Linked DNA regions of Sus scrofa: regions 2 and 3 are each linked to region 1. The links are chromatin contacts, called in public HiChIP or PLAC-seq maps. All regions are on one chromosome and are shown on one strand. Each heading gives the region's core, a stretch centred on a gene start, on an enhancer-like site or on the middle of the called end of the contact. The rest is flanking DNA. Distances are from core to core; before and after follow the strand shown.

Region 1 (2,700 bases), core at 195-2,694:
TGGTCTTCCAGAATACAACAAAAAACAAGGTCAGGGGAGCGGAGACCCCTGCTGCGGCCCTCCACACCTCACCTCTCCACTTGCCTGTGGGCTGCTGGAGTGTGCAGATGCCTGCAGCTCTGACATCTATCTGCACCCGCGGACCTGACGGAGTAAACAGTCTCCCGTGAAAAACACATCGCCAATATTGACATTGGTAATAGGGACACATCACATGATTTGTTATTAATGAAACAGTTTATTAGCTTTAAATATACATCAGTAGATTTTTTAAGTGTTAGTTTAAAGATAAGAGAATACTGAACCAAAACATCAGAGAAAATGGAGGCCCAGTAGCATGATTCCAATGTATTTTCCTGGATAAAAAGAGGTTTGTTTTTAAAAAAAAAAAAAAAAAAAAAAGTACATGACTTTTAATCTAAGAATGACAGCTTCCCAAGTCCAATGTTTAGAACTGGATTGTTTGCAACTAAATTTAAAACAAAACAAAACAAAACAAAACAAAAACCTGGAGCTCCTAAAGGCACAGTGTGGGCAGCAAGAGAAAAGTAAAAGAAATGGGGGAAAATAGATTTTAACAGCAAGTGTATCATTGGCTGGTTTTGTTTTTGTTTCGGTCTATTTAAGGCAGGATTAGCTCTCTCTGCAATCCTGCAGATAAATCCTAGTGTTTTGGCTATAAGAAAGTTTTAAGAGTTCAGATATACAGATAAGCCAATTTTTAAAAACCCTTTTCTTACAGTATTCTAAAGGCTTTTGCAGCATTATATAAATCTTTAAATTTCCTATCACCCACATTTTAAGAAATAAATCTACACTTTAATAAGGCACTCTTAAGATATAAAACAGTTTTGAAAACAATTACATTCTATGCTAGGGCTAACCCATTCCTTTGCCATGGGGATGGAGTGGACTGTCTTCCTGAACCTCGTCAATCTCTGCACCGTCCCAAACACGCAGCCTCCACGAACAAGAGGTGCCTCAGACCTTTCCGAATCTGCCTAAATAGCTCAATTCTCTCAAGGGCACTCTCCCACCCACTGATGAGAGAGTTACACTAACAGAGCTGCCAGAATTTAATGGTGAGTGGGAAAACAATTCATTCCCCTGTTCTAGAAACGCTTTCTTTGAACACAGAACCGTGATTTGTGTTAGGCTCCTGCCCAGAAAGGAAAACGGGATGGAAGAGAACCAATGACCCCCCATATCCTTCAATTTTACCGATGGGACAGAAACACAAAGGAACTTCACTTTTAAATGACAACCTTAGAACTAAGGATAATCTGACATTTTAATTGTGTGTCTGCTACGTATGTGGGTCACTGGTGCTAATAGCTTCCACTTCTAAATGACAAGAATTCCAATCCCACCATCCCTACTGCTAATTAAAACAAACACCAAAGCTTACAATATAGTAAAGCAACCTCTATGACTGTAACAACACGAGAGAGTCAGGGGGATTCCCCCTCTTTCCTAAGTGACAGAAGAAAAGGAAGGAATAAGGGTCAGACTAAGCCTGAAATATAATTTCACTATGAAAAAAGGGCAACGAATGTCCCATGCAGCGGGCAGAGTTAAACACGTGGACTGGGGGTGTATCCAGTCAAGGCACTGGTGTGGGCTGGGTCTTTGCTTCCTAGGAGTAAAGAAGGACCCTAGAAAGGTAGCCACGAGGCACTTCTTTCTTCATCCTTCTGGGCTGGCAGCAGGTGAGCGATTACTTCCCGTAGAACTTTTTGTTGAGAAGGAAGATCAGAAGGTTGACATTTACTTTAGCTCTATCAAATAATTTCATGACGGCAACTCCTTCATACTGTAGCTGCAGCAGGTCCTGTTCCAAAAAAACATTCTGATGGTTAATCAGGTCTGTGCCGCAAGAAAAGGAAAGACATGATGTAGAGAGGGATGCAGGAGGAATGAGGCAGGCCCGGTGTGCCAGATGTGCACCGGGGTGAGAGACAAGGCCCCAGCTGTGGACTGCCTGCCCACTGCCCAGGCTAAGTGATATGTCACCTGGACAAGGTGAGACATTTCGATCCGTGAGGAAATACACTAACCACCGAAAACAAGACGAGGCCAGTAATGCTGTCTCAGCACTGTCTACTGGAGTATTAATTTCTATTTCAAATGAGAAAGCGTTTATATTCTGAACGCAAGGGGAAGGAGAGGAGAAACTTTTTTTAGGTGCCTGCTATGTGCTCCACAATGTGGAAGCACCTTATATAGTGTCTTTTTAAGTCCTGTCAAAAATCCTACAGGGTGTGTTTATGCCAAATTTAAAGACGAGGCAACTGAGGCTCTGAGATATTAAAAGACCTGCCCAACAGTTCACAAATGGATGTAGTGAATCTGGATCTGACTGCAAAGGCCCTGCTTTCCCTGCCACCCAGAACAAACTGAGGCAATCTGAGTGGTCTCACCCCTAAACTCTGGAAGAGAAGTGATGAGAAAGCAAGAGTCAAAGGGCTTGAAGGGATCCCCAAAGGTCAACTGATTCATCTTTTGGAAAAATCCTAGCAGCTCCATGAGGACAAGGACCCTGGTGTATCACCTGGGCCTTACATCACACCTTGCACCTGGCAGTCAGTCCAGAGTTAATGAATTTGTGCGTGGAGAAACATGCTACCTGAGGCAGACTGTACAGGGCCTCACAAATCTGGTGAAATCGAAAGAATAATAGGATCCTTTCTGGGTGAGGAC
Region 2 (2,700 bases), core at 18-2,517, 360 kb before region 1:
AGTGGAGTACAGTTGTGGTAAAGCTTAGTCCTCCTCTGGATGCCCCTTTCCCTTTGGCGCGGCCCTCGATAAGATTTGGGGTTGAAAGCTTGGCCAGTCTGTCTCTTTCACGCCTTCAAGTTGTGTTCTAAAGAGATTTTGAGGTTAGCTCTTTGGCCTCCCAAACACACAGGTTCAAATCTGGCTAATACCTTGATGGGGAGATCAACTTAATCGTTTGTTTCAGGCCCCCTCCCTCTAAACACCTGCCTTTCCAGCTCAGTCCCCTCTGAGTTGCCTAAACTGCTCCAGAACTCAGCAAATGTTCCCTGGGGGACACCCGGCTTTGCAGTTCAGGTTCCTCCAGATGCCAATCCATAGCACAGTCCCTGTTAGCACCAAACACTGTTCATTTCTCCCCCCCCCCCCCAACAAGGAGAGTCTCTCTGGGACAATTCTCATCACCAGAGGTGTCATTCGGAGTCAGCAAATGTCTCAGGGAAGAAAATATCCACCCATCAACCATTCAACTTGGAGGGGCTTTTCTCCTCCTTGAAATTTTTTTTTTTTTTTTTTTTGATCTTTTTGCCATTTCTTGGGCTGCTCCTGCAGCATATGGAGGTTCCCAGGCTAGGGGTCTAATCTGAGCTGTAGCTGCCAGCCTACACCAGAGCTACAGCAATGCAGGATCTGAGCCACATTGCAACCTACACCACAGCTCACGGCAACGCTGGATCCTTAACCCACTGAGCAAGGTCAGGGACCGAACCCGCAACCTCATGGTTCCTAGTCAGATTCGTTAACCACTGCGCCATTACAGGATACTCCTCCTCCTTGAAATTTTAATTCATATGGTCTCTCTTTCTCCCACCACCTAACACTGTCTTTAAAAATTATCATTTTCATCAGATGTTTCCTCCTAGTTGTTGCAATGGGTGTGGGATCCTGCAGAGACCTACCACATCCTACCCAGAAGCAGAAGTTCTTCAGTTCTGCTTTTTACCACTGCGAATGGAGGTACAAGATGAATTCTTAGTATTTTTACTTAGTCACACTCTCACTTGATTTACTCTTGTGTAAGCAAGTTTTAGTTCTTTCATCTCTTTGAAAATAGGTGTCAGGTATTTCCTGACCATACTTGAGGGATGGCCATTTTACCTGAAAGATCTTACCATTCATTCGTTGGTGCTAAAAATACTTCCTGGTTTCTGTTTCTCAGTTTGTTTCCTACTTTGGCTTCTCCACTTTCACCATTGCTGCTGGAAGTTTCAGAGAACTTTATAGATTTCAGGGGAACTTAGGGCAGAAGCTGAGGCTTCCCTGCTCTGCCATCCCATTGCTCAGTAAATTGGTCTTTTTCTTTCTTTAGGGGGCTGAACCTGCGGCACATGCAAGCTCCTGGGCCAGGGGTCAAGTCAGAGCTGCAGCTGCCGGCCTACACCACAGCCACAGCCACAGCAACATGGGATCCAAGCTGCATCTGCAACCTTCATCGTGGCAACACCGGATCCTTAACCCACTGAGCAAGGCCAGGGATTGAATTTGCATCCTCATGGATACTATGTTGGGTTCTTAACCTGCCGAGGCATAGTGGGAACTCGAGAGAGAAAGGAAGCATTTTCTTTCGCTTCAGCCACTCCAGACCCGTTTACATGGAACTCTGACTTTCCTGGACACCCCTCTATTCTCCTGCTCCCATGTGTTTACACATAGTGTCGCTAACATTTATAGGCTAACGACTTTCTTTCCTTTCCGTTTTTTTTTTTTTTTTTTTTTTGTCTTTTTTTTTTTAGGGCCGTACCCATGGCATGTGGAAGTTCCCAGGCTACAGGGTCGAATCAGAGCTACAGCTGCCAGCTATGGCCACAGCAACACCAGATCCTTAACCCACTGAGCAAGGCCAGGGATCAAACCCGCATCCTCATGGATACGGGTCAGGTTCATTACCACTGAGCCACGACGGGAACTCCAACATAAGCTAAGGACTTCCAAACCTCAGTTATCAGCCTTTACTTCCACCCGAGCTTCTGGTCCTATTTGTCACACTTACCTCCCCACAGTCCCCTCCCATGCAATGTCTCTAATCTCACCATCTTTCCCGCAGCTCTGCTCCTCTGCCTGCGATCCTAATTCAGAAATAACACCACCATCTGCTCAGACGCCTGTATATCCTCATCCTCATCTGCCTCCCTCTTCCCCAGGTCACACAACCAAAAACCACCCAACAATGTTGGTTTCGCCCTGCAACACTGCCCTTGCCCACCCACCCACGGGCACGGTCCAGGGCCTCACTTCCTTCTAAGACCTGCCCTCCAGAGGAGCGCACATGCCAAGAGCACTTGATGGGCACAAGTGGTTTTATTATTTTTGCCTGGAAGAGGAAGCCCTGGCAGGAGCCAGGCTGCCCAGCAGACGTGGAGCCGCCTCCCTGCTGGCAGCATGAATACCAGTGGCTGGAGTCCAGGGCAACAAGGAGCTGTCTGATGGTGTGAGCTGGAGCTGGTGAGGAGGTACGGTCTGGCCTGCAGAGGCCACTGGCTTGAGAAGTGGGGCTCCAGCCTCACCGGTGCCGCTTTCGGATGCTCTGCAGCTCCTGGTAGATGGTGCTGAAGTTGGGCCGCTGCCCAGGCTCGTAGGCCCAGCACTGCTCCATGAGTCTGAATACAGCATCGGGACACAGCTCGGGGCAGGGCAGGCGGCCCCCTGTGAGGAGAGGCACAG
Region 3 (2,780 bases), core at 264-2,763, 380 kb before region 1:
GGGAGCCTCAGGGTCAAAGTGGTAGGTTTCCTTGTCCCCCAGCACCAGATAGTGAGCTGCGTTAATGATGACCTGCTTCAGGTTGACAAGGGAGCGCAGAAGCCTGGGAGGGCGGGCAGGAGAGGGACCATGGGAGAGATGACCACCGAGAGACTGTCCACCTGCCAGCAGGATGAGCCCTTGGCAGGCCTGCCCACGGACCGCCCGGCGCGTCCTCCTCCTTTTGGGGATGATGGGCAGAGGCGCGGAGCCGATGGGGAAGAGAGGGCTCCCACCTGACCCCATAGTCCACCACGACTGCCTCCTTGGCGGTGCCGGTGATGGCATCATGGTGCTGGAAGAGCCCTAGTGTGCGCCGAGCTTCCGTCAGAAGGGCCAGGTTCGAGAGCGGGTACTGGCTAGCCAGTCCAGAGCGGCGGGCGTGGGCGACAGCCAGGCTGTACAGAATCTCTGCCCCCCTGCCAGAGAGAGGAGCCAGCCTCCTGTCACTCAGCTCTGCAGCGCCCCCTGCCAACTCTGCAGGACCCACTCTTCTTCCTTCCCCCCTTTCTCCCCGTGGCTTGGTCTCCGGGCCCTTCCAGTACCTTCCAAGCCAATCCAGCCCCTGTTTAAACCCCAAAGGCTTACTTTACTCCCTCCAGCCTGGAAGGGGGCGGGTCTCACCGCAGGTGGGCTTCCAGGACACGGTCCAAGCCCTTGTAAAAAGGCCGGGAAGTGTAATAGCCTGTCCAGTAATGGTCTTCCCGGTCCGCGTAGGAGAAGAAATCGCCACTCAGCACAGGGAAACCGGGAGGCCGGGCCCCCGGCTCCACCCCTGTCCTCTTGTAGAGAGCGTCAAAATAGTCAGAGAGGGTGCCAAACTGAGCCTGTAGGGACGCCAACACCCCACTTCCATCAGCTCCAGAGCCTTTCGGGACCGTGGCCCTTGGTGCTGCAGCTGGGGCAGGGGCAGGGGCAGGGATTTTGCCTACGCAGAGGAAGGTCACTGCCTAGCCCACCCTCTGGACCTCACAGAAGCTGGGGAGCCCGGGGAAGAAGCGTGACACTGAGCCTTGCTCACAGGTTGGGAACAAAGCCCTGCGTTGGCGCCGTAATGGGGAGCACAGAACCTCACGGGAAGGGCTGGGCTGCAGCACCGCCGAGGCCCCCGGGCCCCCAGCCCAGCACCCTTCAGACCTGCACGTGGAGGTCAGGCTTGCTGTTGAGGAAGTCAAAGAGCCGCTGGTAGTTGAAGAACTGGGCGTCCCACTCCTGGGGCTTGTCATAACGGAAGTCGTCGCCCAGCGGCACCAGGAGGACGTTGCTTCGGAAGAGCCGGGACTTCTTCCTGTACTGGTCCAGGAGCAGGCCTGCCCTGCAGGTGGAGAGGTGCACAGGCCCAAGGTGGAGCCTCCAACTACAGGATCCAGAGCAGAGCCAGACTGAGAGAAGCCCTCCCATGCAGAGTCACGCGGCTCCATGTGGGACGGGAGAGCCGGGCACAGCGGGGCGGGGCGGGGCGGGGCGGGGCGGGGCGGGGCGGGGTCCTCTGGACTGCTAGAGAGTTCCTCTGGATGCATGGCTTCAGTTGCCTGGCCCGCGCTCTGCCCTCAGACACCGTACAGAACAAATCGGTCTTCCTTCCCCGTGACCGGCAGGCATAGCCAAGCGTGCTCCACCCGCCGTGTTTTCTCATCACCCTCTACCCACCCAGCTCCTCTACTGGGTCCCTATGCCGCAGTGCAGAACCCGTTCACCAGCAGTTCTCCGAAGAGCCCCTCATCAGGATCCCAGAGCGGGGCTCAGCACTGAATACAGGAGTCTGGCAGAAATCAGGTGACACACACACACACACACACACTGCCACCCCCCCCAACCCTGGTCTTGCCAGAGTTGCCATGGGAGCAGTGGGGGTCTACACAGGCCTGTTTGGCAGCCCCAGGGTCACCCCACCACGCTGACATCAGTGACCATGTTTTCTGTGCATGAGGCCCAGCAAGATTTTTCTCAGCCTGATCTTTCCTATTCTGTTGGTGGAAGAGAACCGTATGTTTATCTCTAATAAATCTTATCTGGTTCGATTCGACCCACATCCCAATTTACCGAAGTTTTTTGGGATCCTGACCCCGACACCTTAGTTTTGTTTTGCCACCAATTAGTGAAGCGGCACGGCTCTGGAGTGAAGGGCCTGGACTTGGCAGCCAGACTCTCCCGATGCCAGCTTCCCATGCACCCGCTGTGACCCCAGGCAAGTGTTTTAACCTCTCTGGGTCTCAGATTCTATAAAATAAGGATAACATCAGTACCTACCATCATAATATTATGAGAATTAAAATGAACTGAATGAATTAATATTTGTTAAACACTTAAAACAGTTTCTGGGAGTTCCCTTCATGGTGCAGCGGAAACAAATCCAACTAGGAACCATGAGGTTGTGGGTTCGATCCCTGGCCTTGCTCAGTGGGTTAAGGATCTGGCGTTGCCTGAGCTGTAGTGTGGGTCACAGACACGGCTCGTATCTGGCATTGCTGTGTCTCTGGTGGAGGCCAGTGGCTACAGCTCTGATTCGACCCCGAGCCTGGGAACTTCCATATGCTACAGGTGTGGCCCTCAAAAGACAGGAAAAAAAAAAAACAACAAAACAAAACAGTTTCTGGTATGTAATAGGACCTATATGTAAACACATTATTTTCCTTTTCATACAAGTCACTAATATAATCAATAAAATTAAAACAGAGCCCTGTGGCATTAAAGCCTCTTTCTCTTTTTGGACGAGCCTGGTAATTGGCTCGTTATGGGTG

What was found. HiChIP or PLAC-seq counts read pairs in DNA pulled down with a chosen protein or histone mark.
Region 2: an H3K27ac HiChIP or PLAC-seq map of alveolar macrophages shows a contact between it and region 1. The contact joins two enhancer-like sites. A contact is called at or near these places in 4 of 47 Hi-C or Micro-C datasets (embryonic fibroblasts, retroperitoneal adipose tissue and subcutaneous adipose tissue) and 2 of 2 datasets of contacts at active chromatin or transcription factors (alveolar macrophages and skeletal muscle).
Region 3: an H3K27ac HiChIP or PLAC-seq map of alveolar macrophages shows a contact between it and region 1. The contact joins two enhancer-like sites. A contact is called at or near these places in 2 of 2 datasets of contacts at active chromatin or transcription factors (alveolar macrophages and skeletal muscle).

The regions. Positions count from the first base shown.
Region 1 is chr7:53,127,480-53,130,179 of Sscrofa11.1, reverse strand. IQGAP1 (ras GTPase-activating-like protein IQGAP1) reads right to left here. Exons shown (of 38, transcript XM_021098910.1): 38 at 216-1,831. The coding sequence ends at 1,718. Among named protein-coding and RNA genes, the nearest start is that of CRTC3, 17 kb to the left of the region's middle. Within about 2 kb of position 1,444, at least 1 of the 83 cell types and tissues checked has an H3K27ac peak or open chromatin away from gene starts, as enhancers often do. A contact at or near this core is called in alveolar macrophages, where this site is marked.
Region 2 is chr7:53,484,703-53,487,402 of Sscrofa11.1, reverse strand. FES (tyrosine-protein kinase Fes/Fps) reads right to left here. Exons shown (of 19, transcript XM_001929355.4): 19 at 2,319-2,682. The coding sequence ends at 2,540. Among named protein-coding and RNA genes, the nearest start is that of MAN2A2, 13 kb to the left of the region's middle. Within about 2 kb of position 1,267, at least 8 of the 83 cell types and tissues checked have an H3K27ac peak or open chromatin away from gene starts, as enhancers often do. A contact at or near this core is called in alveolar macrophages, where this site is marked.
Region 3 is chr7:53,505,749-53,508,528 of Sscrofa11.1, reverse strand. It overlaps MAN2A2 (alpha-mannosidase 2x), which reads right to left. Exons shown (of 24, transcript XM_001929378.5): 10 at 1,177-1,354; 11 at 664-866; 12 at 276-458; 13 at 1-103. Among named protein-coding and RNA genes, the nearest start is that of MAN2A2, 8.2 kb to the right of the region's middle. Within about 2 kb of position 1,513, at least 4 of the 83 cell types and tissues checked have an H3K27ac peak or open chromatin away from gene starts, as enhancers often do. A contact at or near this core is called in alveolar macrophages, where this site is marked.